Regions from separate parts of the Rattus norvegicus genome. Here region 2 is linked to region 1. Evidence: chromatin contacts called from public Hi-C data. All regions are on one chromosome and are shown on one strand. Each heading gives the region's core, a stretch centred on a gene start, on an enhancer-like site or on the middle of the called end of the contact. The rest is flanking DNA. Distances are from core to core; before and after follow the strand shown. Region 1 overlaps Dip2c (disco-interacting protein 2 homolog C). Region 2 holds the start of Dip2c (disco-interacting protein 2 homolog C).

Evidence for each region. Hi-C and Micro-C count contacts between places; a contact is called where the count stands out from the background.
Region 2: a Hi-C map of liver shows a contact between it and region 1, with 4 times the contacts expected there. The contact joins the promoter of Dip2c here to the enhancer-like site in region 1. A contact is called at or near these places in 9 of 12 Hi-C or Micro-C datasets (the A7r5 cell line, the Rat2 cell line, Schwann cells and 6 more) and 1 of 1 datasets of contacts at active chromatin or transcription factors (oligodendrocytes).

The regions. Positions count from the first base shown.
Region 1 is chr17:65,533,566-65,538,445 of GRCr8, reverse strand. All of the region lies in intron 1 of Dip2c (disco-interacting protein 2 homolog C), which reads left to right. Among named protein-coding and RNA genes, the nearest start is that of Dip2c, 190 kb to the left of the region's middle. Within about 2 kb of position 3,330, at least 2 of the 93 cell types and tissues checked have an H3K27ac peak or open chromatin away from gene starts, as enhancers often do. A contact at or near this core is called in hepatocytes and liver, where this site is marked.
Region 2 is chr17:65,722,189-65,726,585 of GRCr8, reverse strand. Dip2c (disco-interacting protein 2 homolog C) reads left to right here and starts at 2,984. Exons shown (of 38, transcript NM_001107360.2): 1 at 2,984-3,525. The coding sequence starts at 3,441.

The sequences.
Region 1 (4,880 bases), core at 2,081-4,580:
TTTGTAACATTACCAACTCTCCTAGTTAATCAGCCTTTAGCATATGTGTGTTTTTTCTGTGGTAACTTCGTTTACATATTTGAGACCATTGTTTGCACTAAAATACAAAAGCTTTTATCCAATTTATCCTTGCTTTTAAGCAGTTCTATTCTACTTTAAGATTCCAGACATCACTGAGCTTTGACAGCACGGTGATTTTACTGCAATGTATTTCCAAGCCTGCCTGGTACAATTGTATGGCAGGGCACAGGGTTTCTGTGATCTAGTTCAAAGAACCGAAAGTTAAGAACTTCAGGTTAAATGGGATATTTACAAAGGTAGAAATTTAAATGAGATTAGTGATTTTTTTTTTAAGAATATAAAACCAAACCAACCCTTGTGAGACTCCAGAACACAGTGAGCAGGTTAAGATCCAAATCTGACTTAGTTTTTATGCACAAACTCCAGTTTATTTTCCTTTGAATTATTGGTTGTAACATTGAGATCACTGTGACTTGTATAGTTGTTGAATGAAGCCATAGATGTAATTATGGTTGAGTGTAGCACCTAGAACCAAGGTAAGAGGTCAATAAGGTTTGCTATTGTTAATGTTTTAAAGATTCCCATAAGAACACAATTGCTGGGCTGGAGAGATGATTCAGTGGTTAAGAACACTGATTGCTCTTCCAGAGGTCCCGAGTTCAAACCCTAACAACCACATGGTGGTTCACAACCATCTTAATGGGATCTGATGGTCTCTTCTAGTGGGTCTGAAGACAACTACAGTATACTTATATGTAATAAATAAATATTTAAAAAACCCATGAATGCTACATACGTGTCCATCTACAAGATGTCACTGAATGTTAAACAGGTAACTCGGTTTTCAGTTGGTTGGATTTATTTACAGGGCTTTTTAGAGCTAAACTAACTGGTTACCATTTGTGCTTGAAGCTATTGAATAAGAAAACTGGGCCCCAGGAAGGTAGTGGACTTCAAATGTTTCCTCTCTAGACACTTTGGGGTAAAGAACAGGAAAATGCCGTAGTAGAACAGAAGGATCTACTTGACTGTGCCTCTGACAGGGCTGTAAACTTGCAGGAAGTGAACTTGTCTTAGTTCTCTCTGTTCTTACATGATTTCTAATCTTAAGAGTAAAATTGTGAAGTTTATAGACTGTCCTCTCAGGTGCCAAGTACTGTATTTAATTGTCCTTTATAGAACCTTCTATTAAAGAGCCATCATCCTTACTCCTATTAGACTTTGTCTTACACCCTAGTATACTGACTGGGAAGAGACAATGCAAGTTAACTCAGTGACATCTTATGACAGATAATGGTCACCAAGAAGCACATTGGATCTTCCTCACAATGCACTATCTATGTTTCTCCCACCCCTACCTTTCGTGTACAGTACCCTTACCCAGGAAGAGACTGATGCAAGGAGTCTGTCAGGAACCCTGAGTTAAGGAGCCCATAACAACCACCTCAGGATTTCCAATAGCTCTTGCCACTATTCAGTGATGTGCATCTGGTTGGTGCAAAGTTAATGGCAGTGACATTCCAATTTCACTTACAAGAAGCCTACTCGTGTGTATACCATCTTCACTAAGTTCATTCCTATCAACTATGACCCATTTATGAAAGTAACAATATCCTCTCCAAAATATCAGGCTACTAGATTAGGAGGAGAAGGTGATGGAGAACTGGGGGACTCAGGGGCTTAATGGTTGATGAAGGCTCAATGAACAGTCCTTTTTTGAGCTTCCACACAGTTAATGAAGAAATAGGTGGGTCTGGGCCTTTCATTCTGAATGTGTTTATTCAGTTGCCCTTCTTCCACTCACGTGGTAGGTAGCCCAGGTTTCTGAGTCTGAAATGAAGTCACACTTGCAAATTTGAATACATGGAGTCACTGAGCCATCCACCAAGTATGAAGCAGGCTCTGTTTGGTTTGCACCTGTAGGGCCAGCTCTTGTCCATAATTTGCATTGTGAGTAAATACTTACCTGCTATTTGCTTGTTAGGAACTGCTGCAGTGTGTGAGGAGCTCATGGAAACCCCTCAATGAATCCTGGTAGCTTCAAGTACATATTGTTGATTTTGGACTCAGTCCAAATTTCATGAATATCACTTTTTTCACCTATAAGACAAAAATCTCATCATCTAACTCCAGTGCTATTAGTGTGTATGGAAAAGCTTGGCTGCTGGAAAGTGCTCAAAATCTCCAGTTTCTTCTTCATATCCATTAGGCGAAGCATGATATGTGGGTGCAACTAAAATGTTACTGAGCCAACAATGCACATCCTCACTCCTAGTTTTATGATAAAACACAGTGTCCTTTCCAAGAAACACCATGGGTTGGCCTTTGTTCTACTTTAGTTTTTACAGTGCCTCCTTCAGTGAGCTAGCTCGGCCTATTGAAGTATGGATATCAGGATTTCTGGGAAGGAGAGGTTGAAAGCAGAGAACTTATTTATTCTACCAAGGGTGCTCAGACCAACAAAGAACATGAAGCCATCTCAGTCACAGTGCTCTTTGGTATCTGTCCCAGTGAGACAACACTTGACCTTGAGTGTGGGACACTTGGATCCAAACATGATGCTGGAGTAGGATGGTTTTGAGTGGAATATGGGGCAAGGCTTATGTCTTCAGTCAGTAGTCTTCCTCCCTCCAGCTCAACCATTGCCTTTTTTTTTCTTTTCCAAGATGGCACTTGTAGAATAAAGTTGTGCAGTCTCATGAATTAATAAATCCCAAATACCTGTGTATTTCACCTATCTTGGGCCCTCTATAATTGATTGCAAAGTATGTAGAATAGATGTGAATGGCTCTAAACCCCTGGAAATTGGGACCACCAGACACCAAGCACCTGAGACATTACTTCTGAACATTGCCTAAAGCAAATGGAATTATCAAGTGTAATCTCATTATACACCACATGTGGCTGTCAGACACTCACTTGTCTGCCCACTAAGTACATGGAGGGTGAGCCCTGTACTGGGCCCTCAGCTGACTTCTGTGAGTAGCCTCTTCTGTACAGAGCTTGAAGGCTCATAGGAAATCAAAGAGCATATACAAACAGTAACATCACAGCAATGGTGCTCATTAATTGGGTGAATATTCTGTGCCAGATGATATGTTAAATAGCTCCCTGTTAGGTGAGTGCTACAGCTTGTGGTCACTAATTCTGAGAGAAAAGAAGAAAAGTGCCAGAACAAAAGACACACAGTGCAAGCAGGTGGAGGGATACTACTAGGCCCCAGCTTGTGGCTGCTGAGAGGTGGTGCAAGAGTTAAGCAAGGTTTGGCTGCAGCAGCAGTGAGGACTGTGTGTAGTCTGAGGTGGTTTGTGGACTCTGGGGAAAGAGTGGAATCTGTTGTAAACAATGGATGTTCTCAGAAGAGGTGACAGTGTAGAGGAATGGCACAGGGTGATTGAGGGCAGGGAGTGAGTTTGTGTGGTTGGCAGGAAGGGTCCCCTTGAGGGGAAGGTGCTGAAAGGGGCTGGGATTGGAGTGCTGGATTGGGTGAGTTGACTGGATGTTGTGTGGTGAGTAGAGAGAATGTCACACCATGGGAAGTCAGGAGGAGCAAGGTAATACTGGAGTCTGGGCTTCCAGGCTTCAAACAGTTAACCTTCCACAGGTTAACCTGGTAGAATGAATGGAATATACCTCTTTTAAAGTAAGAGTTCAGTGGTAGAATGCTTGCTCAACATATGGAAAGCTTTGGATATAAACCCCAGCACCACTGTAAGAAGGAAAGAATAAAAAGGAAGTAAAATGTTGCTTCATTATTTAAACTTACATCATCACATTTATGTCAGAAAGCATTGGCTTTTATGGAAACTGGGGCTTTGATTCATCGGTTTTCTCCAACCAAGTGCACATGGAACAGCACCAGTGGTCATTGGCACTAATATCAGCTACTTAGGAAAGAAAATGAATTTATTCTGCCTCTTCTTTGGGAATGGCAGGATGGGAGGAAAGAATTGATGTCTTAAATGTCGTGTTGAGAGTTGTAGTGTCATAATAGAAAGTTGCTTGAGATCCCGCACTCATTGATTGTTAACCATGATTCTGGAGTGCCGTGAGAGTGTGTGGAAGGAAGTGGTAGTGCCAGTGTTGCTGATCCTGTGGTGTGCATGCACTCAGATGCTTTGGGTTCACCCCTTCCCCTGGATGAAGCTGGGCTCTGTCAGCCTCCCACATTCTCTTGATTGAGATCAATACAGGTTGTCTCCGAGTTTCAATCTTAAAATTTCAAGCACAAAGCTCTTTTAAGAATAAGTTTTAGCATTTATCTATTGTGTGTTCATACATACCACAGTACATGTGTGGAAGTCAGAGGGTAGTCTGAGGTCACTTCCTTCCTAAAATGTGGGTCCTGGAGATAGAATTCAGATTGAAAGGTTTGGCAGCAAGTGACTTTACTGTGCGTAATTTCACTGGCCTACATTAAATTTCTTTATAGTTGTTTGGGTAACTTTATGGACATTATCAGTTTAGCATCTCATTTAAGTTTTGTTAGTCTAAGTGAACAAAAAGCTTTGTGTCTCTGACTTAGGTCTACCATGGTATGATGGTGGTTTCTGAAATTTATTTGTTCAAGGTTTTATTTGCAGAACAGAAGGTGGAAGCTGGATAAGAGCTCTACACTCTAGGATTCTGTATACTTTGTATTAAAACAAATGTGTATGTACTATAATATTTCTTAAGAGGGAACGGGTTTTTTTCTTTTTTTAATATCTGAAGATTTTAAAAGTTCTTGAGGGAGTACAAAGTGTTCCCTCTGGAGATGTTCATGGAGACAGTTCTGACAAGAGGTCACAGTGCTATAATCACATATGTTTCTAATTGCATGTGGATATGACACTGCAGCTGGTGGGAAGCTTGTTTGA
Region 2 (4,397 bases), core at 1,735-4,234, 190 kb before region 1:
GAGCTAAATCCCCAACCCCCTTTCTTTCTTTTTTTAAGTTGCGTTACCAGTCAAGATCAAATCATTCTGCCCATATTCTCATTGGCATGTGGCTATCCAGTGGAGTATGGGTTAAACCACAGCTTTAAAGAAAAATTACCATCTTTTCCCCAGAAGCCATCAGGGATCCATAGCTCCTTAGCTAAGGGTAGGATTCATTAAGGCCTCTAATTCCATGCTAGGGTGGTGACTGGCTTGTTCTTGTCCTTGTCTTGTGCAGACGAGCTGCTGAACTTCGCCTCACAACTTTGGCATGTTATTATTGTGTTCATTTATTTTAATTGAAAATAGATTTTTTCATACAATATATCCTGAGGGTTTCTTCTCTCTCATTTCTTCCCAGGTCCTCCCTACCTCCCCAGGCAGTCAACTCCACACCTTTACTCTTTCTTTAGAAAATAAACAGGTAAACAAGCAAAGGGGGAAACAAAGGAAACGCAGGAGATACACACACACGTTTAGAGACACACATAGAAAACCCATAACAACACAAAATTGGAAACAATATATAAGCAAAAGACAAGTAAGGTTAAAAAAAAAAAAGCCCAGACAAAGTCTTATGGGACAATAATGGAGACTAGGGTTTCAGTCCTGATTTTATTATGTTTCATTTCCCCGAGGTTTTTCATCTATAACATGGAAAGTAGAATGAGATCTCTAGAGATTTCTTAGTTAGTGGTCGGATTGATCATAATGTAAAGAATGAGGCCAAGCATCGCGCCAGCACTATCTACTTTATTTTAATATGTTCTTGAGTAAACACCAAACCAATGGACATGCATCACAGTATAGGACACAGCATAGAGCCAAAAGAACCAGCAGTCTGGGGCTCACAGCTTTTCAAGTTCATCACTGCCAGTGGCTTATTTCTCTCTCACAGGACACGGCGGAATCCATCAATGCTGTTCAGGGAATTTCTTCTTTGCTGGCTGTCTTGCGTGGTACTTGAAGGTGTTATGCAGCCTGCAGGTGCGCGAGTGCATGTGTGCATGTGTGCATGTGCGTGCTCTTAACAATCGTAGACATCTATGAACCCTGCAATAATACCTTGCATGGTATTAATGCTATGTGTGAAGATCGAGGTCACACGCTTTCACAAGTGCTGTCTGATTGGATTTCAGACCCGCCTAACAGGAGGAAACATATGCCTGCTACTGCAAATCTGGCTGGGGAGATCATAGACTCCAGGAGTGAGCCTAACCTGCTATTACTACTCCGCTAAATGGATGAGGCATCAAACTGCCCTCTAAATTTGTGTCTCTCTCTACCCACAGACTACTGCAGCCTTCTGACCTCATCAGAGGAGTTCCTTTGTGTGGTGGTTGACACAGAAACTCACAAATGATCAAAGCAGAGAAGACAAATGTCAGTGGAGTGCTCAGCCACAAATAGGGTGTCTATATCATAACCCCACTTCCAAAGCTTAAAGACCATCACAGAAGACGGGTTAGAAAGATTGTAAGAGCCAGGCAAAACTGTCTTCTGGACATGACAAGACCTCACGAATGCACAGTAGCTGTGGCTGCCTGCACAGGATCAACCAGTCATCATTCTAGCATGCCATGGGAAAGGGCTAATGAGCTCCTATCCCTGCAGACAGTTGATGGCTTCTTGGGGAGGGAGAGGTGGGGATGGATCTGAGAATCTCATACAACGTATCCCTCAGCTCCTCCCGGATCCATCCCCACCTTTCTACTATCCCAATTTCATGTCTCTTATTATTATAATTTAATAACCTATGGACGCCAAAGAAGAACAACAATATCAACCAACCAGACTCCCTCCCAGAGCTCCTAGGGACTAAACCACTGTCCCAAGAGAACACAGGGTTGGACCTATGGCTCCATCCGCATATGTAGCAGAGGATGACCTTGTCGAGCATCAGTGGGAGGAGAGGCCCTTGGTCCTGTGAAAACTCCATTCCCCAATGTAGGGGATTGTCAGGAGGGGTAGGTGGGAGGGTAAGAGAGCACCATCATAGAAGTGTGGGTGGTAGTGGTGGGATATCGGGTTTCTGGAGGGGAAACCGAGAAAGGGGATGACATTTAAAATGTAAATAAAAAATCCAATAAAAGAAGAAAAAGAGCAGGGGGGAGAGAGAGAGAGAGAGAGAGAGAGAGAGAGAGAGAGAGAGAATGAATAAAATACTTTAAAAAGCAGGTGGATGTTTAATGTTAGGAGATTCTGTTTTTTTTTTTTTCCCTTTGGTTTTATGGTGTTTGGGGTTTCAGGGGGCAGCTAGGTGAGGTTATTCAGGAGAGAGCTGGCTATGCAAGAGTGTCCCCAAATAGTCAGACTCTGTTCAGAATAGACATTGATACTATCAGAGGTGATGACCAAAGGGAAAAGAACTCCCAGGAGGTAGGAGAAGGGACATGGTATTATAGGGTGTGAGGGAGAAGACACTTGTTGAAGATTCCTTATGCATAACAGGCATTCCTCAGTCTCAGGAAAGGCTGGACAGTGTGTGACAGACCCAACCTAGCTCGATTTATTTTCACGGGTGGGGAAAATGAAGTCTAGACAAAACATCGTGTGATTCAAGGTCATATACTGGTCTGTTCTAGATCCATGCTTTTAAACTTCAAACCTAGTACTCAATCTATGGCTCGTGCTGGTTTTTATCTATTTATTTTTAAATTATTTTTTCCTCTTAAAAGTGTTTTAAAAAAAATCAGCCCTCGAGGATCCAGGACATTTGAAGTTTTAACAAGTAGGCTAGTGTGTGCATCAGAATCCTTTCTTTATTTTTCTCCTTGAGTCTTGAGGAGCCTAAGCCTTGGGGTTGGGAAGACCCCCAGGGCCAAACGCAAGATTGTCCCACGAGCGCGCTCTCGAAGTAGTCGCTGGAGGCCCCGCCCCCTGAGCGCGCGCCGCCGTGGCACGTCCGCGCGCTCCCACCCTCCGCGCGCGCCCTCTTGTTGCCCGGTGCGCGCGCAGCGGCGCTCGCTCCCGCCGGGGCAGGGCGGCCGCGGAGCAGCTAGAGAGCCCTGTGGCCGTGACCGCGGGCGGGCCCGTGATCCGGTGCCGGCCGAGCGGGGCCGAAGCCGGCGGCTGGGGGAGGCGCGCAGAGAGCCGGGCGCGAAGCCACCGCCAGGGTCGGGGCCGCGCTGAGGAGGCTGAGGAGACGACTGACGAGGCACTGAGGAGGCACTGAGGAGACGCTGAGGAGGCTGACGAGGCGCTGAGGAGACTGAGGAGGCGCTGAGGAGACTGACGAGGCTGAGGAGGCTAAGGAGAAAATCCCCGCGCGCCTGCCCGCCGCCGCCCGGCCTCCCGCTCCCGCCCGTCCGCCGCCGCCTCCTCGGTGCGGTTCCTCCGGATTCGAGCGGCGGCCGCTGAGGAGCCCTCCGTCGGCGAACAAAGAGGAGGCCGGCAGGGCGGGGGCGTCTGCGGCGAGCATGGCGGACCGCAGCCTGGAAGGCATGGCTCTGCCGTTGGAGGTGAGGGCCCGGCTGGCCGAGCTGGAGCTGGAGCTGTCGGAAGGTAACAGCAATTCCCTCTTAGCCCCGTGCCCGGGCCGGGCCCGGACACCGCTTCTCTGGCGCGCGCTTGGGGCCCCGCGGGCCGGGCCGTGCTGTCACCCCGGGGAGGGCGCGCGCGGGGCCTGGGGATGGCGGGGCCCCGGCCCTGACCCTGGCCCGGGCCCCGAGTGGTGGCCCCGGGGCGGGTGCATGTGTGTACATGTGCTTGTGTGCGCGCGTGCTTGTGTGTGTGTGTATGTGTGTGTGTGTGTGCGTGTGTATGTGTGTATGTGTGTGTGTGTGTGTGCACGCGCGCGCGTGTGCGTGTCGCGGCCCCCGCCCTCCAGGCTCAGCTGGCGCGGTGCAGCCGCGATGCCCCCTGCGCGCTGCAGCTGGGCCCGGGGATCCCGGCTACGAAGCAAGATGGAGCAACCTTTAGGGCTAACGGGGAATGGCCTTGGTAGGGATGTACGCTCTTCTCTAATGGAGAGGCGCCGCGTCCTTGATGCAGCTGCAGCTGCTGCAGCAGCGGCAGCAGCAGCGGCGGCAGCAGCAGCACCACCACCACCGCCACCACTACCACCAACAGCATCATCACTACCACCATCACCAGCAGCACCACCAGCACCAGTGGTGTGCTGCTACCACGTTCCATGCTTGGGGACAGCCTCTGAATGGCCTGATTTTAATGCGAAACTTGTCAGTGGACTTCGGGATTGGATCTCTCTGAGGTTGCAGGCACACGGTTCTGTCAGCGGGAGGAAGATAGTAGTACTATTGTTCCGGCGTGTTTGTGATGAGCCGGTTGAGTTAAAGCCCTAACACCTCCCTCCTCAGGCCAGGTCCGATGCCTCATTCCCTTCGCGTTGGATAGAGAAATTGAGTCTTTGCGGC